Linked DNA regions of Sus scrofa: region 2 is linked to region 1. Evidence: chromatin contacts called from public HiChIP or PLAC-seq data. All regions are on one chromosome and are shown on one strand. The core of a region is the stretch at or near the end of the contact, and the rest is flanking DNA. Distances in the headings are between cores, read along the strand shown.

What was found. HiChIP or PLAC-seq counts read pairs in DNA pulled down with a chosen protein or histone mark.
Region 2: an H3K27ac HiChIP or PLAC-seq map of alveolar macrophages shows a contact between it and region 1. The contact joins the enhancer-like site here to the promoter of LOC102163780 in region 1. A contact is called at or near these places in 1 of 5 promoter capture datasets (liver), 4 of 47 Hi-C or Micro-C datasets (brain, embryonic fibroblasts, epiblast stem cells and 1 more) and 1 of 2 datasets of contacts at active chromatin or transcription factors (alveolar macrophages).

What each region holds. Positions count from the first base shown.
Region 1 is chr8:135,891,552-135,898,706 of Sscrofa11.1, forward strand. LOC102163780 (vesicle-associated membrane protein 714-like) reads right to left here and starts at 4,122. Exons shown (of 6, transcript XR_002346908.1): 1 at 3,628-4,122; 2 at 848-918. It also overlaps a transcript of RASGEF1B not described here.
Region 2 is chr8:136,186,777-136,193,931 of Sscrofa11.1, forward strand. It overlaps a transcript of RASGEF1B not described here. Among named protein-coding and RNA genes, the nearest start is that of HNRNPD, 350 kb to the left of the region's middle. Within about 2 kb of position 2,640, at least 6 of the 83 cell types and tissues checked have an H3K27ac peak or open chromatin away from gene starts, as enhancers often do. A contact at or near this core is called in alveolar macrophages, where this site is marked.

The DNA of each region.
Region 1 (7,155 bases), core at 2,872-5,371:
ATACATTTGCTTGATGTGGTGTCTGCATTTTATTTTACAACACAAAGGTTAAAACAAACCTCTTAAAAAACAATGGTAAACCTAATGATGAATAAAAGCTTTCCCATCCCCCACCCCTTCTTTTGCCAGCAAATGTGTCCCAGGCTCGTTTAGGCCGTACCGTGTCATGTCCCAAGTGAAGCAGAGTGATCTTAAAGCTATTTTCAGGGGGAAGTGTCCTTTTTTATTAGTGAAAATTTATTGTGGGTATACCCCAAAAGTATGGCGATTAAGATAACAAGAACCCTTGTACGCCTACGGTCCAGGCAAACTGTGACAGATACAAGTAATGTCCCTTTATACTGTTCCTCAATTTCTTCTCCCTTCTCTTTTCATTTTTTTTTTTTTTTTTTTTGTCTTTTGCCATTTCTTGGGCCACTCCCACGGCCTATGGAGATTCCCAGGCTAGGGGTTGAATCGGAGCTGTAGCTGCCAGCCTACGCCAGAGCCACAGCAACGCGGGATCCGAGTCGTGTCTGCGACCTACGCCACAGCTCACGGCAACGCCGGATCGTCAACCCACTGAGCAAGGGCAGGGATCGAACCTTCAACCTCATGGTTCCTAGTCGGATTCGTTAACCACTGTGCCACGACGGGAACTCCCATCCCTTCTCTTTTCAGAGGTAACCACTCTCTTGATTTTAATGTTTGTCACCTGCAGTCACGATTTTATACTTTTCCATATAGAAGTTCTCCTCTCTGAGGATTCAATGAAGAGGCTATGCAATAAATATTTGCCCCCTGTCATCATTATTGGAATCATCAGCTGGTAATTATTAAAAAGTATTTTTATTAGGATATATCTTACCTTCCCATTTGAATCATGGTCTTCGGTTCTGCTCTAAGAAGCACCAGTTTAAGCACTGTTGCTGCTGCCTCCTAGAAACAAATCGTCCGTATTTACTTTGGAGAAGATGGTAGTGTCTTTCATAATTCATCTCCTAAATTTGCCAATGTCCTGTTTAGCTTATTAAGGAACAACTGTTCACTAGGAGAACTAATGGGTGGTTATTCACAATGCATGGTAAGAGGCAAGTTATGAAATATTCATGTGAATCTGAAGGAAAATATTAAAATCGCATAAATATACTTTGTGTATATACATATAAATGCATAGATATAAGTTGTACTAATTAGTCCTTTTTTTTTTTTTTTTGTCTTTTTAAGGCTGCATCCTCGGCATATGGAGGTTCCCAGGCGAGGGGTCGAATTGGAGCTGCAGCCACTGGCCTATGCCACAGCCACAGCAACGCAGGATCCTTAACCTACTGAGCGAGGCTAGGGATTGAACCCAAGTCCTCGTGGATACTAGTCGGCTTCGTTTCCACTGCGCCATGATGGGACCTCCAGGAGTGTGAACTTTATTCTGAGAGTAATCAGGTCCCAGCCAGTGGCTTTGGGCATATCTGCTTTTAGGAACACTCCTGGGCAGCAGGGTGGAGGCAGGCTCTGAGAGGGACAAGGATGAGGTCTGGGAGATCAGTTGGGAGGCATTCTCAGTCATCCTGGTGAGAAGTAACGAGGGCCTTGAAGAAGATGTGGTTCAGACACAAGGAGATGGATTCAAGACACACTCAGGAGATGGGAGTTGATAGAGCCTGGTGGCAAAGGACAAATGTGAGGGTGAAGAAGAGGGAAAGATGGGAGGTGCCCCGTTTCCAGCTTGCATGCCTCGGCAGAACTACGCAGCAGGATTAGACACACATGGGGAGGCATCTGCTGGGAAAGAATTAAGTTAGTGCTGGACACTACATGCTTGAACATCTATCAGGCAATCTAACCGTAGAGGGAGACTACTTTGGAAGGGGAGTGGGCAGTCATCAAAGTAACGGGGTCCGTGGGTGTGAATGAATGTGTCAAGTTAAAAGAGGGCTGAAGACAGAACACTGAGAAACACAGCATCTAAGGGCCGGGCACAGAGGAGAGCCCCAGAGACCAGGTTCCAGGTCTATGCCCACACCCCCTCTTTCCCCAAGAGAAAGACGCCTTCCTCTAATCCAAGACTCGCATCTCGACTGCCACCCACCCTGGATTCCTCTAACCCAAGGCGCACACCTCGACTGCCACCCTGGATTCCCTTCCTTTGTGCTCCTTCAGGTCTTTCTCCACCCCTGAGCCTTTAGTCTTCAGCCTCTTCTCCCCTCCATCAGGCGATGCACGTGTTTTCTTGTATTAAAAAACGAAGCCCTTTCCCGGACTATGCTTCTTCTTCTTTTCACCCCATCTCATTCTCTTTCTAAACTCTGGAAAGAATTGCACGCTCTCTACTCCCTCATTTCCCATTCGCTCGGCCTAACGCAATCTGGCTTCTGCCTCTACCTCTCGTGTCACCTAATGGATGAGTCCAATGAACACCTTGTAGGTTTTCTTCAACTTCCCTGGGGCTTAGACATTCTTGTAATTTTCTTCTCTTGGCCTTCAGAACCTCATGGCTCTCATATGGGGACCCACTTCTCTTTGCTATTCCCAGCAGTGTTCTGCCTTTTGCTGCTCTTCTCCAGACTCTTCTCGGGCCGTCTTGCCTACCTCAAGCATCTTTAACTGTTAGCTCTGACCCTCTGAGGGCTACCTATTGGCCATTTTTATGACTTGTTTTGGAAGTAAGACGGAGGAATAAATATACATATACTGGCTATTTCTAACTGGCAACAAAATTTAACCTGTCCCAAACTGTACTCCCCTCCTCCTCCCCTGCACTTCCTCTGACTCCTTCCCTCACAATCCTGCTCCTCTGTATGTAGTTTCTATCATGTTTAATGTCGCCTAAGAAAAAAATTTTGACAAATCTTCACATTGTACACCTTACACAATGTTATATGTCAATTATATCTCAATAGAGCTGGGGGGGAAAAGATTAAAAAAAAAGAAAAAAAAAGTTGAGGCTCAGCCTCGGCATGGCTCTGATCCCTATCCCACATATTCGACCAGTCATTAACTCCTGAAGGTTATTTTACAAAGTCTCTTCAGGATCTGCCCCTGTCCCCCTTTCCTGCTGCAGGTCATTGCCTGAGCTCAGGCCCTGAGGTCCTAGATAAACAACAACGATATCCTTCTAGCTGGTTCTCTTCCCTCCAATCCACCTTCTCTATTGAAACTAGACCAAATCTCCCAGAAGATGGATCAGATTTTGCTGTTCTTCTACTGTAAATCTTTAATTGCTCCCTGGTTTCTCTAGGATAAGAAAACAAACTGCATATAAGACCCTTCATTAATTATTCTTGGTCCACTTTTCTGACCTCATCTTTAGTACCTACATACTGTGCTCTGCTCCAGCCACACTGAATTCCTGAGGTTCCCCAAGCACACCATGCTGTTCCCTCTGCATAGAGGGCCCATTCCCCTTCCCCGGGCCAGGCTACAGCTGACTTGTAATGCTTCTAAGCCAAGCACCCGACCACCACCTCCTCTGTGGCTGGCAAGCCAGCCTTTCTTTCCAGAATGCTAGAGTAGCAATCATGATCCACCTGCACTGAAATGCTTTTTACACAGTAAGACATCTGAATGCAGCCTTTGGGTATAAATGGACAACGTGCTCCTGAAGTGACAACTCCAGGCGCCGCCTTCTCTTCATTGTTGCATCCCTCATACCTTTACTCCGGGATTGTGCGACTAACATGTATTCAATAAATGTGCGTTGAATCGCAGGCCATGTCTGGGGGGAGAGAACATCTTGAAGGGTCTCTGGAATTAAACAGGAAGCGACCGCCAAGCAGGTGGCGTGCAGCACCAGCCCCAACCGCTGGGCGGCGCACTGGCGGCTCTGCCGTTCGGAGCGGGAGCGGCTCGGGGCAGGGATTCCCCGTCTCACTGGACAGGCCGCTCTCGGGGGCGGGGCCTCGCGCCCCCACAGCCCGCTCAGGGCAGCCCCTCAGCGCCGAGGCCCGAGCGGCGGGTGGAACCGGCGAAGGCCGAAGTGCCGCCGCAGGGGTACCTGGTATGAGCCGCCGGTCAGGGCCAGCTCCGCTAGGACCGCTCGGCCACGTGCGATGCAGCTGTAGGTGATCGGCATCGCGGGCGGCCGGCGAAGGAAAGGCTCCGCGGTCCCAACCGCCCGCGACAGCCTCGGGGCGGCGACTGGGGCGGGGCTGCGCGAGAGGGTGGTGTCTGCGCAGGCGCGGGGAGCGAGTGATTGGCAGGGAGGGAGGCGGGGCCGGCGCACGGGGGGGGCGAGTGATTGGCAGGGAGGGAGGTGGGGCCGGCGCGGGGGGGGGGGCCGCGAGTGATTGGCAGGGAGGGAGGCGGGGCCGGCGCGGGGGGGGGCGGGCCCGAGTGATTGGCAGGGAGGGGGGCGGGGCCGGCGCGCGGGGGGGGCGAGTGATTGGCAGGGAGGGAGGCGGGGCCGGCGCGGGGGGGGGCGAGTGATTGGCAGGTAGGGAGGCGGGGCCGGCGCGGGGGGGGGATGATTGGCAGGGAGGGAGGCGGGGCCGGCTGTTGCCGGGGCTGAGCCTGTGATGAGGCCCCGACGAGGTTTCTGGAACAAGTGGCTTCGGGTGAGTGACGCCTTTTTCGCGGTCGTCCTTAAAATCACGTAGGAGCCCGTTACTTCACCGTGTTGACCTACATGGGATTCAGTCGCAGCCTAGGACACGTAAAAGAGAGACCTCGACTTCAAGTAAAACCCGTGCGTTAGCTCAACGGGCATTTGCTGAAGCCCCCACGCGCTCGCCGGGCGCCTGGACGGACGCGTGTGCGGAGGCCGAGGCTGCAGACCCTGACCGGGGGAGGGCATGGTCTGGTGGTGGTCACGGAGGCACGTGCAGACAAGTGCCAGCCTCGGGTGCCCGGCGGTCGCCGCGAGGCCAAATGCAAGGTGAAGGCATCGCCGCAGCTGGCGCGGAGGCCGCTGGCTCTCCCGGGAGCAGAAGCGGGGTTTCCGCAGTCAGGGCCGGGGTGGAGGACGGTGGCGCAGGGCAGGCAGACGGAGCAGCTGTGGCGGCTTGGACGTGGGCACTGCGCTCCGGGTTGGCTGAGGGTGCGGCGCAGAGGCAGGGTGTGCGGCAGCGGGGGCAGGTTTGAGAGGCGGGCGAGTCCTAGACCTTGAGTTCCTGGACAAGAATGTTTTAAAGACTAAGTTTCAGATAGGCTTAGATGTTTCCATTGGCAAGGGGTTGTGGCAGAGTGGAAAGAAGTCGGACCCTTGGATCCAAGATACAGGCACGGCCGTTTACTCTGTGCCTTTGCTGTAACTTAACCTTTCTAGACTCCATGTGCCAATCTGTAAAATGGGGATAGTCGTCCAGTTTAAATTAAATAATTACGCAGCATACTGTAGATGTGTGGTTGCAGTTTTTATGGTGATAAGGTTTTTATGGTGATGGGAATTACTGGTTTGTTCCTAATGGTATAAATTTAAAGGAGAAATAATTGATGGCCTTCTGGGGTGCCTGGCACGAGGTGAAGACAGGTAGTCGATTGAGTTTATTTTAACTCAGTGCAGGCAAATTGGATTTGACAAGCAAGCAGCAAAACTGGTCTAGACTATATAGCTCCTGGGAAAAATGCTTGGTTGAATCGTTTGTCCTTTTATGTAAAGGAAATCGTGAATCAACTTGGGGATAATATCTTGCATTACAGGTGGGAAGACTGAATTACGAGCACTGGTTACATCACTTAGATGTGGGAAAATGAAATACGTGGATTCTGAGGTCATGCGTTGGTATGGCCTTTCTTACAGTAAAACTAAGCTTAATGAACTTGGCCACACTTGTGTTGCTCCTTCTGTTTCGTAAATCGTGGGGCTGAAAGCCACTGGGCAGTGAAATCATGAGCTGCAGTAACGACAACAAGCATCCGATAGTTGGAGAAGTGGATGTGGGGTCGTCCCCCTCTCAGTGTCACCTCCTCATGTGGAGACAGTCCTCTCAAGCGAGTGTGGTGGGTTAGCCTTGCACAGCCCACAAATTCAGGCGTACGGCAACAGAAAATGTAATTTGTAACACAACTCTTATCTTTTTTTTTTTTTTTTTTTTTTGCCCATGTCCTCAGCATGCCGAAGTTCCTGGGTGAGGGGTCACACCTGAGCCACAGCAGTGACAACATCAGATCCTTAACTGTTAGGCCACCAGGGAACTCCTTAAAAATTAAAAAAAAAAAGCTATCTTTTTTGTGAACCTCATATTATCTGGTATTTGTTTTGAGCTTAGCCTAGTCAACGGGAGGTTTCCTCGGTGAACTCAGGATTCGCCCGTTCTCTCCTTTCTCCACGGGGTGCCACCTGTGCGCGAGGACCTCGGTGGAGGGGGAGAGCTCCACATTCACAACCTTGGTCTCTTGAAGGTGGCATCTGCTGCTAATATTTGTCTTCTGCCTGCCCCTGGCCGTCAGTTTGCATAGTCTGCCAGGAGCCTCCACTCTAGTTCTCTGCCAGCCACTTTTGTGCCCTTCGTGCGGGCAGGGGAGACTTGCTGCTGCTCCCTCCGGCCAGTCTGAGGCTTTGGGAGGCTCAGGGGCTGTCTGGGGACTCTGGCCAACAAAGCATGCGGCCACCTCGCCTGTCATGCTGTCACTCTGTTGTCACGCGGGAGCAGCTCTTGGACCTCACCTCCCCTGGAAAGTAGCTCTCGGTTCCCCAGTGACCGAGGGTCTTCTCGCCACCACACTGCATCACCCCCCGGCTCCTGGCAGGGGCTCTGGGGCTGGCTGGCTGGCTTCCTGCGACCCCCTGCCCTCCCCCCAGCCTGGGGCCACTCCAGCAAGCCCAGGTGGAGGGCTGCCCACTCAGCAGTCATTCTTCCCAATTTGTGACATTACTGTTGGCTTCGGCTGTCCCCAGCCTTTTCTTACCATAGACGCTCTCTTCAGGGAGTGTCCACAACCTGTTTGGAAACATTTAGAGCTGGGAATCCTCTCCTTCTTTCCCAGTGCTTCCTCCTCTGTCCCTCCTCCTCTTCCATTTCCCTTGTTTTCTGGTTTTATGCAGAAGGAATAGCTGAGGAGTCCCTGTCGTGGCTCAGTGGTTAACGAATCTGACTAGGAACCATGAGGTTGCAGGTTCGATCCCTGGCCTTGCTCAGTGGGTTAAGGATCCGGCGTTGCCGTGAGCTGGGGTGTAGGTTGCAGACGAGGCTCTGATCCTTCATGGCTGTGGCTCTGGTGTAGGCTGGTGGCTACAGCTCC
Region 2 (7,155 bases), core at 1,390-3,889, 290 kb after region 1:
CATCCCTTCCTCCCGCCCCCACTCCCCGTGCTAATGAGCGTAAGGTCCTCTTTGCCGAGGAGGTGCCCTGAGCTCCCCTCCACACACGAATTGTGTTTGGTTCGTATTAGCACCTTTCCTCCACCCCTTCTCCCTGGCACCCGGTGTCTGAGAGCTTCCTAAATGTTGGCAAGTACACTGAAAAAACACCTTCTGCCGTTTACACTGGGCAGTCCCTGCCATGCACGGCAGTGGAGGCCGGCGTTCGTCTCAGGTCCCTGGAGGAGTAGCTGTTAGGCTTTCCTGCTGCTCTTGAGCATTTGCTGTGGTTGATTTCCGTTTTCTAGGTCTGTTTGTACGCCCCGTCGGCAGTGTTCTTCTGCCCTCCTGATTCCCTCATTCAACTCCCCCCGCCTCCCACCCCCGCCCCACACCCCCTGCCCCAGGAACAGCCTCCCCCACTCCCAGCCTCGAGCACCACAGTGGTGCCTTGTTACGATCTTGAACCTACACTGATGCTCGTTATCACTCGAGGTCCGTGGCTGACATTCGGGCTCACTCTTGGTGTTGTTCATTCTATGCGTTTTGACACCTGGATGACATGTGGCCGTTGTAGTTTCATGAAGAAGCATCTCACTGCTCTGAAAGCCCTCTGTGCTTTGCCTGTTCAGGTCTCCACCCGCAACCTCCTTCAGCCACCGGTCTTTTTAGTCTCCATTGTTTTACCTTTTCCAGAAAGTCATGCAGTTGGAATAATAGATATAGAGCCTTTTCAGATCGGCTCCGTTCACCTAGTGATTTAATGCGCCTCTGCCTTTTCATGGCTCCATAGCGCATTTCTTTTTAGCACTGAACAATATTCCATGGTCTGGATGGACCACAGCTTGTTTGCCTGTTCACCTATTGAATGGGAAAAACTCGATTGCTTCCAATCTTTGGCAATTCTGAATAAAGCTGCTATAAACATCCATGTAGGCGTTTTTGCATGGACCTAAGTTTTTGACTCATTTGGATAAATGCCAAGGAGTCCGAATGCCGCGTCAGTTTTTCTTTATCCTTTTCTTCTCACGAATGACTCTGAGCCGTTGCTCCCCTGTCCTCAAGGGTCTGCTCCAATGCGCGTGTTTTCCTGTGTGCGCCTTTCTGTTCTTGGCGGGGTATCTGCTGTGTGGAGCCTCCGGCATCCCCAGAAATGACCCGTGCCCTGCTTGGAGAAGGGTAAGGAAGGAGAGAAACCCCCTGCAGCAGAGACGTGTTCAGTGCAGCAGCTAGATCTGGGCCAGTGACGAGGAAGACGCCCTGAGCTGAGTTTATGGCACCCGCGGGTTAAATTCTGTCTCCTCGTGCAGTTCTTACTGGCATCAGAAAGAGTCACTTGGGCCTTTCCCGTCACTGTGAGGGTCTGAGCGCTGAATTTAGCCTAAGGGAAGTTAAAAGTCACTGCTTTCTGGTCGTGACAGTTCCCCATGAGGGTCCTGACGGGAGACGGGAAGGAAATGAGTCTCCCTGAAGTGGAGGCGTGTATTCTCTTGCAGCCACGTTCCCTTTGCGTGGTCGTGAGAGATGCCCCGTGGCTTTCCGGAGGATGCAGCCCAAATCAAAAGTGGCCACACCGGCAAGATGAATTTAAAAGAGATGGAGGTTGATCCCAATAGTAGGGTCTTAGGAGAGCCCACTCTCGGGTTTATTTTTTTTTTCCCAGACAAACCAACCAACCAACCTGAATTAGCATTTTTATATTTTTGATACATTTTTTTAAAATGCTGTTTAATTTTTCCAGAAAGAAGGAAGTTTTAGAGACAAATATTGTTCAAAGGCTCAAAGGCGAAGTGTGTCAGACACTGACGCATACTTTTAGAGTCATCTCATTTCTGAATTTCAACCATAAAGGACCCAGAAGGACAAACTGGGTGTTTCCCCAGCGTAGGTCACATTCTGTTGCCAGAAGCTGCAGGGGACTGGCTGGCAGGTGTCTTTTTCCCTCTTAAACTTGTGTTACATTCAACAGTAGTTGGCAAACACGAGCCTTGGGCGGAGGCTCTGGGATGAACACCGTGGGTTTTTAATGCGATGGCTTTTGTTCAGAGGGTATTGGGGTCATTTAACTTTTCACTTATCCCTTTTCTTTTCCCCTCCTTGGTGGAGAGCAGCTTGTCTTACGAAAGCCTTATCTCTCCCTCTGTGTCTTATTCCCCTGTGGCCCAGGTCAGGGGTTCCCGTCCATCTTGTCTCTTGCCCTTAACTTTGATCAGTACCAGAGATGTTCCAGCGATAGAATGCACGCTCAGGCTTGTTTTGGTTAGAGCCCAGCATCTCAAACTCAAAAGAGTCAGCTTCAAGGCTGGTGTAGGCCAATGGCTTTAAGAATCCTTTTCATCAGAGAGCAAAGGTATTCACAAATCCTGTGGGAGGTGAAGCCTGAGCAGGATTGCTCAAAGCATCTGTCTTGTATTTCTGGAGCCAAGGAAAAATAATAATGCCTTCGAGTGCAGGTCTCCTTGTTAAATATTAGGTATGGTCACGGCCCATCTCCCCTGCGGTTCTCTGAGTTTCGGTAGGTCGCTTCGAGCTGGTCTTCTCGTGGGCTTTTCTAGCCTGTGACTCACACCCAGTGTTTCGGAATGACCTCTTTTCCGAGGAGAGCCCAGGAGCTTGCCCCTAATAGGAAGCGGAGGCTGGGGGAGGGTTTTCTGGGAAATGTCGCAAAGGCTCTGTGAAGCAATCCAAATGCAATGCAGTTTCTTCTCTGAACTGAAGGGAATATCAGCTCTGAAAAATTTATGGTGCTTCAGCTCAAAAAAGTTGGTCCGAATACGCTTGTGTCAGGCTGTTCTGAAGTCAACTTTGACCTTGTGTCCGCCGTTTCCTCTGAGTGGCCTTTTCTTTTTAGGTTAACTGAAGCAAAGAAAGTGTTCTGATTTGCATGAATTAAAATCTTCCATGCTTCAGAAATGCTCCGGATAGAATTTGAGAAGGAAAGAAAAATGTATCCTTTTCTTCCTTTCTTTTAACCAAGGTGATTCTCTTGGCAGAAGTTGGAAATTCACAGCTCCGTCGTGTTTTGTTTTGCCCATTTGAGTGATTTTTAAAAATGCTGAGCCAGTGTTTTAAAGCATGACTTTTTGCATAACTGCCTGGATTTGGGGCTTGTCCTGAAAAATTGCAATACCTGGGACCTAAGTATGGGTTTCTAAGGGGCAGTCATCTACTGTACGTAGCTAAGGGACTGCTGCCCCCTCTGAACAGCGCAAGGCACCCCCAGTTTACCGTTGGCTTCCTGACGCCCTCCGCCTCATGCCCGTCCTGGCTTTCCTGGCCCTGGGAGGCATTTGAGGTTTTGACCTATATTCTAGGAGATGCGGCACTTCTCTCCTGGAGGAGTTGTCAGCCTCAGGTGGCTATTTTTCTATGATCAACCCTGAGCTGTGCTACAAACATACTATTTAGTGGGTTAATTGATTAGTATTCAAACTTCTTAGCAGCATGTTAGGCTTTAGCAGTGAATTACTTTAAAGGTTCTTTGGCTTAAACTTAGTTTCTTCTAATAGATTATGATATTTAAGACTTATTTTGATAAAAGAGCATTCCATTTCAGGACTCTTCCATTTCCTGTCAGGAACTTGGCTGGCGGGACAGTGGATCTATGTTCTATTTAAGCTGAGGATAGTTTTCCTTTAAAATGAAACTTTGCACAGAAGAGAAAACCATGCACTCGCAGAACAGACTTGTGGTTGCCAAGGGGGAGGGGAGGGAGTGGGGTGGTTGGGGAGTTTGGGGTTCATAGATGCAAACTGTTGCCTTTGGACTGGATTAGCAATGAGATCCTGCTGGGTAGCACTGGGAACTATGTCTAGTCACTTATGATGGAGCCTGATAATAGGAGAAAAAAGAATGTGTGCATGTACGTATAACTGGGTCACCATGCTGTACAGTAGAAAAAAAACTGTATTGGGGAAATAACCATTAAAAAAATAATTAAAAAATCTGGAATTACAAAAAAATAAAATAAAAATAACACTGAAAATGAAAAAAAAAAAAAATGAAACTCAGGACAGGAGTCTAACCCATGACTACTAGCTTCCTACATAATGACGTTAGTCCAAGTCCAGACATTATTCCAGCTGCAAATTTTGCAAAAACACAAATATCCTCCAGCCTCAATAACAATCCTAAAACAACCAAGATGGGGAAAAATAGGAGAGAGAACTAAGATAATCACAAACGGAAGGAGTAACAAGAGAAATCTGGACATTAAAATGCAAATGAGGATTCCTCAGGGACCCAGTGGAAACAAGTGTGACTGGTACCCATGAGGATGCAGGTTTGACCCTGGATTAAGGAACCGGCACTGCCGTGAGCTGGGGTGTAGTTTGAAGACGCGGCTCAGATCCTGCGTGGCTGTGGCCGTGGTGTAGGCCGGTGGCTGCAGCTCTGATTCCACCCCTAGCCTGGGAACCTCCATGTGCTGCAGGTGCGGCCCTAGAAAGTGGGATTCTGGGAGGCTTCTTCCTGAACCGATGGTTCCAGAACCATCTGCCACAACCAGGTTCAGATCTGGAATGAGGTGAGTGAGGCAGGCAGAGTATTTAGGAAGGTGCCAAGAAACTTAGTAATCACCACAAGCACTTTAACATAATAGTTAAAAATTTTAATGCATTTTTTTATAAATCTAAATTAAGGCAAAAAAAAAAAAGCCACGATGGACAAAATGTTCTTGACGGCCAACAGGCCAAAATGTGGCCCGCACGTAGGAGTTGCTTACCTAACGCCAAGTATGGTGCTAAGCACTTTTCTTGCTTTTGTTTTTTTATATTTTTTTGGTTTTTTTGGGTTTTTTTTTTGGTCTTTTTGCCTTTTCTAGGGCCACTCCTGCAGCATATGGAGGTTCCCAGGCTAGGAGTTGAATCGGAGCTGTAGCCGCCGGCCTACACCACAGCCACAACAACTCCGGATTCAAGCTGCATCTGCAATCTACACCCCAGCTCATAGCCGCGCTGGATCCTTAGCCCACTGAGCAAGGCCAGGGACCAAACCCGCAACCTCAGGGTCCCTAGTCAGATTTGTTAACCACCGAGCCACGATGGGAACTCCTGTTGTTGTTTTTTAATTAATATACAGAACAGCGTTGTGTGCTGAGTTCTTTTAGTTCCCATCTGTCTCCGTCTTTTATAGCCAAGAAAACTGAGGCTTAAAGATGTTGAGTAATGTGCCCAGGTTACAGCTAGTAACTGACAGGGGCAGGATCCGGGTAGCTTGACTCTAGAAGCTGCTCCTGTCCGCATACCCTACTCTGCACCTCTGCTGGAGTGGCTCAGCCCCCCGGGCATCAGGGTTTGTGATGCCGAGATGCCTCCACTGTCCTGGCCTTCCTCTTGAATCAGGGATGGTTCCTGACCTCAGAGCAGCCTCGAGTACACGGGGTACCTTTGATGGGAAGACATAGCTTATTTTTTTCCTATACTAGGTGGTTTCTGTCCAGTCCAATGTTAGGAGAGAGGGAGGAGGAGACAAGGGAGGGGAGAGGGGGTGAGAGACTCAGGGAACACACCCCCAGGGACAGAAACCCAAAGACAGACCAAGTCTACAGGTAGACACCTGCTGCTGCTAGAGGCAAGAGCAGAGAGGAAGAGGCGGTTTCATTATAAGTTTTAAGCCTGGAATGGGGAGCCAGGGAACCCTGCGGCTGAAGGGGACCCACCTAACTCAGCGCTAGAGCTGCAGCGAAAAGATGCTCCCGTCGCGGCGAGTATGCCGTATGCCGGAGCTCACTCAAGCCTGCTCTCCCGCTTCCTTCCTTTGGGTGCTTCCCTGGTTCTTCCTTACACATCTCATCTTAGTAGACGGTCTGAGGTGCTCCCCACAACCGGGAATAGCCCAACAGGCTCCCAGTTTCACAGTCCTCCCCCTGCCCCAAGCCTGAACTGTCCTGTCTTCTTATCCTTTCACCACCACCCCCTTTTCCTGGCCGTCCTGCCTCCTTCAGCCGTCCTTACACGTGGAGCGTTCATCGGTGGAGCAGCGCTGGTTGCTTATTGAGCGTGTATTAAGTGCTGGGTGGGTAAGGTGAGCTGTTAAGTCACAGGGAAATAAGTACAAGATCTGACCTCGACCACCTCATCTACAACTTTGATGGGAGTCCTAACACAGTAGAGAATTATTTGGTGCAAAACCGTGTGACACAGATGCTAGGTTTGGAGGGTCCCCTTTGGGTCTTGCACCTTCAGAAGTAAAAAGTCTAATTTTGCTGGATTCCGATGTGTTTAAGGACAAGGCAGCAGGCTGAAATCGGAGGTGGAAAAAACGTTCTTCAGAGGAAGTTTATTTCTGCCTCCTGTGGGGATCGCCTTCTCTTAGGAGAGTTCTAACTGGGGATAGCAAGCTCTGGTGGGAACCCAGACAGCTGATCTACCATCTGTGGCATCCTAAGCAGTGGCAGCATCCTAAGCTGTGGGATCTATGGCATCCTAAGCAGTGGTAGCAGTCCCTGGACTGTGTCACTGCAGGGTGGCAGGAAGGGTGGCAAATGCATTCTTTTCCCCAAGTCTCTTCCCTGCCGCTGCCCTGTGCTGTGAAGGAGTGAGAGTTCGGATCTTGATTTAGACTTATAATCAGATCGAGGCTGTCCTTTGTCTAGCACAGAACTCTCAGTAATGGTTCCCACTCTGGGCTCCAAATACATGGTTTGTGACTGAAATACCAAGATGCTGATGGTATGTGGGCTAGTGGGATTACGACATTTTGGGTATTTCCCAAGCTTTCTGTTTTCCACAAATCGCAGTTGCTCATAATGCTGTTTCTGATTGTACTTCAGTTTCTATTCTATTACCATTGGAATATATATATATTTTTTTCTTTTTTGGGCCGAACCTGCGGCATATGGAGGTTCCCAGGCCAGGGATCGAATTGGAGCTACAGCTGCCAGCCTACACCACAGCCCCAGCAACGCAGGATCTGAGCCACGTCTGCGATCTATACCACAGCTCACAGCAACCACGGAGTGAGGCCAGGGATCGAACCCGCAATCTCATGGTTACTAGTCAGACTCATTTCTGCTGTGCCACAACAGGAACTGCACCATTGGAATTTTTAAAAAGGGAAAAAATGTTGTAATGATTTAAACAAATCATTGGATGTATTACATTAATAAGTGCTTGTTCAATTTTCGCAATAGACATT